Linked DNA regions of Bombyx mori: region 2 is linked to region 1. A link is a contact called in public Hi-C data. All regions are on one chromosome and are shown on one strand. Each heading gives the region's core, a stretch centred on a gene start, on an enhancer-like site or on the middle of the called end of the contact. The rest is flanking DNA. Distances are from core to core; before and after follow the strand shown.

Region 1 (2,700 bases), core at 201-2,700:
GCACTGCAACTCGTATAATTGAGGAAGAGACCTGAAAATTTATCGACAATTTGGCGAGTGCCGTCTTAAACATTACCGTCACGTAATAGTGAAAACGAATTGTGATAAATGTAGGAAGCGCACCGTCCAAGGTGACGGGTCGGACGTGACGCAAAATCACTGAAATTAGAATTCGACGGCGACGTATAACGAAGGCGGTATTTTGAATAATTTACGTTTGATCGCTCTTATTAAGTTTTAGAACTGTAGGTCGTTTATTTCGCACACAATAGATAGGAGAATTAAAAAAGAGCTTTATTCGATCTGGCCGTTAAGACCATTTTCATTTGCCAAAAAAACGCTATAGTTTCAGTGTGCTTAGTGCGAGTTTTTTAACGTTCTCGATAGCGTAAAAGTTAACCTTATTTTGTATGCAGTTGGAACAGCGCCCCTAACGGCAAACGTAGGCAAACGATTCCATTCCATACAAATATAAGCTAACTTTTACGCTATCGAGAACGTTAAAAAACTCGCACCAAGCAGATTGAGCTATAACGAATATATGAAAATACGCGTTCATAATTCCAATGGCGTTTATGTAGATAGGCCAATAATATACTCGGTCCATAACTTCCCAAATCATATTAGATGGGCGATGAGCCATGGTGTAAGGAACAAGAAAAAAAAAACATGAGTCCATTGGTGGAAAGCGCGCTATTATTGACGCAGAAGTTAGCAGACTTCCTTACTGAAAAGTTAATACACAGACACAGCCCACTGAGTTTCTCGCCGGATCTTTTCAGTGGGTCGCGTTTCCGATCCGGTGGTAGATTTTGCGAAGCACTGCTCTTGCTAGGGCTAGTGTTAGCAACGTCCACAGGTTAGAGCCGCGAGAGCTCACCTATGGCTCGGTTACGCTTGCATAGGTACTTAGGTAAGAAAAATTTGCATGATGAATTTTATTGTGGTGCGGACAGCTTTTAGCTAATCACTGTTTAAATGAAGTATAGAAGCTTATGATTCGTTCGATTCGGACGTTTGTTGATTACCAATCACGCTTGCGAGTCAAGCACACACGTGGCACACACTTAGCTCATGATATTAAAAAAGATGTGTGGTGTCGTAGGACACCGGATAGGAATGAAGTTCCATATAAAAAATAAAAAAATACAAGAAAAAAAATCGCGCGGTGAAATATCGCTGTGCGGAAAACAAGGCCTTATTCCACGGACTTTTTCTTACGGTTCTTACTATCACATTTTTTTCAGTTCGGTCGCGCAGCAAAATCCCTATCCCTCCAAGCCTGCCGTAAGGAACTTCGTTCCAAAAATGAATATTCAAAAAATGTATAATATCAAAACAGGGATACAGTCGACAATAAAACTGGTCGTTGAATACAAAACGAATTACGGGCGGATAATTCGAGTCCCCATAACTAACATGTGTGGGCCTCTCAGTCGACCTTGTGTATCGTGTAACTACGAACATAACCTAACATAACAGCCGTTGTGTTGACGGCCTCGTCCCAAGATATCTTATCTTGCGTAGATATTTTATTGAGTTTTTTTTAACGTACGATATGCGGATATTAAATGTTGCGTAATACGTGCCAACTACGCCACATTTGATTCTACGCTACTTCGACGGCGGAGCAATCAGGCGTTCTGGATTGAAAGGCGTGGTAGCCGTTATACTATAGGACTGAAATTTAGACCTCGTCTCGCTTATTAATTGTCACTTTGGGCTGACGAGAATAAGACCCGTATGTTCGCTGTTTATCGTCATCAGCAATCCCTGGGAAGGGGGAAGGGGGGGGGGTTAACCAAATTGCTGACCATAAGACGCGTCAGCGTTAATTTTATTAAATGTAAAAGCTCTGGTGACATACACCGTACCAGGTGGACTATTCGTATCCTACTATAATAAAAATGAACAAAATATCTTTGCTCCAAGATTGTCATTCAGCTATTTGTAAGGATATCGATTTAGAAATTCGGATTCCTTGAAAAGCTTCAGAGTCTTCTTACTCTACTATTTCATGGTGCCACAGATAAGCTGTTGGCGGTCTGTTTCGTGTGAATAACTGTTGAATTCTCAAAATGAAATTGTGGACAAACGACAATGAATCCGTGACCGGCGATGTATAGTAGAAGTCAGGCGATTTTTGTCTAACAAAAAATAGATATTTATAGATAGCAGATATTTATCTTTTATCGTAGCAATATTACCAATAATTTTATTAATTAGGATGACTGAAGATGATTTCTGAAGAAGGTCGAAATCTACTACTCACTCTCACAACACGCCCTACCACAATTAACTACGCAAATTATCAATCTAATGTCAAGGTTGTTATTATTGACAGATAAGTCTATAAAGATGACACGAATTTCCGTAAACAGTCAATATTATAACTGATTAACATAGCTCATATTAATTGACAAATATTTGAAAAAATATTGAACCTGTTGGCATTTAGATTAAGATTGTTATGGATATAGATGAGCGTGGATGTTGCCTTGATTGCATCATTCTTCATATATTTTCAAAGCTAACACTTCTATGCGTACTTAATTCTGCATAAGATCTTTTGTCGATGCCGAAGAAGCGAATCGAAAGAGCCTGCAAATCAATCAATCCATTTATATTAAAGAACGAGAGAGAGAGTTCTTCGTCCAATTAATATAAGCTGGATATCTTAGAACAATTTACTTTTTGTCA
Region 2 (2,968 bases), core at 380-2,879, 79 kb after region 1:
AACATTCCACGGAACGATTAATTTCACCGGTCACGCTAAATAAAACGTGTTAAATAACGTAATGGAGTTTACGCGAAAATTAGTATTCCGAAGTTCAAGGTATAGTTTGGCGACCGACCTTGAAACGGCGACAAATTGTGATAGCATTAACGCGACACTGTAAAGTTGTATTTAAAAATGAGAGCGGGTTTTTTTTCTGTTTTTGTTTTTGTTAATGCCTACACTTTTTCACTTTCTATAATATTTTTTATTGCTTAGATGGGTAGACGAGCTCACAGCCTACCTAGTGTTCAGTTGTTACTGGAGCCCATAGACATCTAGAACGTAAATGCTACACCCACCTTGAAATTTAAGTTCTAAGGTATCAGTATAGTTACAACGGCTGCCGCACCTGTCAAACCGAAACGCATTACTGCTTCACGGCAGAAGATAGGCGAGATGGTGATACCTACCCACGCGGACTCACAATACTCCTACCTACTTGTAATTACGCAAATTATATTTTTGCGGGTTTGATTTTTATTATACGATGTTATTCCTTGACCGTTGAAGTCAATCGTGAACATTTGTTAAGAACGTATTTTCAATCCATGTAAAATTTTATTATGTTAATCCGTCTGTCTATTAATGTAGATGTTGATCTATCAGTTTTAATGTCCGAGCAAACTTTGGCCTGATATTCCGCTGCTAAAGTATCCTGTGTACGTGACAAGTTGAATACCGCCACATTTTCTTCAGGCTGCACTTGGCTTCACTAATGTCCATACATGACGGCGCAACCGTCCACCGTCGAGGACTCTTTTCAAACCCTGTTTGAAGGGGAAGTATCACAGCGCGCGGAGCACGCTATATTGCGCTCATTCAAGAACCGAGTGATGACTTGTGGAAAATATATGTCTTAAAATGTTACAGATTTCGTATTAGTTAATTTCCTAAACAAAAAAAACGCTTAAATGCCGAACCGAAGAAATAATTAATTTCATTTTTTCTATCCCGTTTTGGTCGAGATATTAAAGCGATATATAATTATCACATTGTCATCGATGCGTTCCCAAATTTTCTGATTAATCGAAAGTCACCAGATCAGTAAAAATTCAAAACGTTCAAAAATTCCATAACACACAACACAGACCAAGCTAATAAAAGCGTGTTTTTTATTTTTTTTATTGCTTAGATGGGTGGACGAGCTCACAGCCCACCTGCTGTTAAGTGGTTACTGGAGCCCATAGACATCTACAACGTAAATGCGCCACCCACCTTGAGACATAAGTTTTAAGGTCTCAAGTATAGTTACAACGGCTGTCCCACCCTTCAAACCGAAACGAATTACTGCTTTACGGCAGAAATTAGAGCGATATATAATTATCGCATTGTCATTGATACGTCCCCAAAATTTCTGATTAATCGAAAGTTAAAAGATCAGTGAAAATTACGTTAAAAAATTCCATAACACACAACACAGACCAAACTAATAAAAGCGTGTCAAAAAGAGCGCTTTAATGTTTGTTCGTTCGTGTTCTATTCGTTCGCTTCGAAGTTTATTGTTGGCGGTGCGAAGCTATCTGCGGACGTCACGTGCTGGTTTGCTCCAACAACCTCGAGCGGCTCGTAAAATTGTTCGTATTAAATTATTCGCGTATGTTAATAAAATTCCGTCTGTGACCGCCCTTGACTGCTTCTGATACGGACTGATTACGTGCTTTAAAATAATATTTTTGTTAGTACTGTGCGAGGATTTTGAATGAGGAGCATTAAAATAAAATACATAAAGATGGTTCTCTAAACAACAAACAACTGATTGAATCGGGATATACATTCGTTATTGTTTCTGACGTATCAAATTATATAACTATTGCGAACATTGATTAAAACTGACGAGCCCCGGTGTGTTTGATTGTATTGATAACTAGTTTCCACTCGTCAAACCAAAACTAACTTAATCATACGACTTAATAAATATAAAGAGGAAAGACTTGTTTGGCAAGGTCTGCGCTATGCCTTATTTTGTTAAATAGGGCAAATCTGAGCTTGTCGTAGCTAAGGTCCTAGCATTGCCGATGTCCACGAGTAACGCTAACTGATCAGGATCAGGTGGGTCATTGGTGGAGGATATGGTAAACAGTTGACGTCGTCTTAAATACGTCATTTCAGATCCTCGATCCACTAACGGTGCTTTTAGGTACCTCAAGCACCGGTTACCGCTATCATCGAACCCGTGCTTGCGACGAAGGGTTCATCGAGTAAACTAACCCATACACAGCCCACTAAGTTTCTTGCCGGATCTTCTCAGTAGGTCGCGTCTCCGATTCGGTGGTAGATTCTGCGAAGCACTGCTCTCGCTAGGGCCAGAGTTAGCAACACCTCCTGTTTTAAGCCCCGTGAGCTCACTTACACGCTAGGGTAACGCTGAAATAGCATCTCAAGGCTATGAGCATAGGTAGGGAAAAAAAGTGGTGCATCAAGCATAATTCATCTTAAAATATTTAAGACAAGTGGACGAGCCGTAGACAGATGAAGATAAGAGTACGATCCGTAGAACAAACCTACTATTTGGCATCTTTTATATCGTTCCATAAGTCACTCGTGAAAACCCCATCGAACGGAATTGACACTTTCCATATTGGCTTTTAGTCCAAATTTCATTACCACAATATCGCTGCGCTAGTTAGTACCTTTATAAATAAAACAAACCAACATAATGATTGGTCTGATGCAACAGCAGGCGCCTAGGTCCCATCCGTCGTGACTTACGTGACACGACCGACCGGAATTCTATGGAAACATAATGCATACCTACGTGCTTGTCACGGTCAACAGTATGTTTAATACTAATAATAACGTTATCCTGTGTATAATTAATGGTTTTCAAACGGATGTGAAGTCGTGGCTGAAAGAATGGGACGCCAAGTAAACTTTTTGTTTCTTCCTACCTATTCGCTGGTAACCTGACGGGCTACTCCACTTACGG

What was found. Hi-C and Micro-C count contacts between places; a contact is called where the count stands out from the background.
Region 2: a contact with region 1 is called in a Hi-C map of middle silk gland, with 1.6 times the contacts expected there. The contact joins two enhancer-like sites. A contact is called at or near these places in 2 of 7 Hi-C or Micro-C datasets (middle silk gland and whole pupa).

Annotation. Positions count from the first base shown.
Region 1 is chr11:19,134,456-19,137,155 of ASM3026992v2, forward strand. The region is part of intron 3 of LOC101746847 (tRNA dimethylallyltransferase); the gene reads left to right. Among protein-coding and RNA genes, the nearest start is that of TRNAT-AGU, 19 kb to the left of the region's middle. Within about 2 kb of position 1,451, at least 2 of the 8 cell types and tissues checked have open chromatin away from gene starts, as enhancers often do.
Region 2 is chr11:19,213,667-19,216,634 of ASM3026992v2, forward strand. All of the region lies in intron 4 of LOC101746847 (tRNA dimethylallyltransferase), which reads left to right. Among protein-coding and RNA genes, the nearest start is that of LOC134199608, 17 kb to the left of the region's middle. Within about 2 kb of position 1,630, at least 2 of the 8 cell types and tissues checked have open chromatin away from gene starts, as enhancers often do.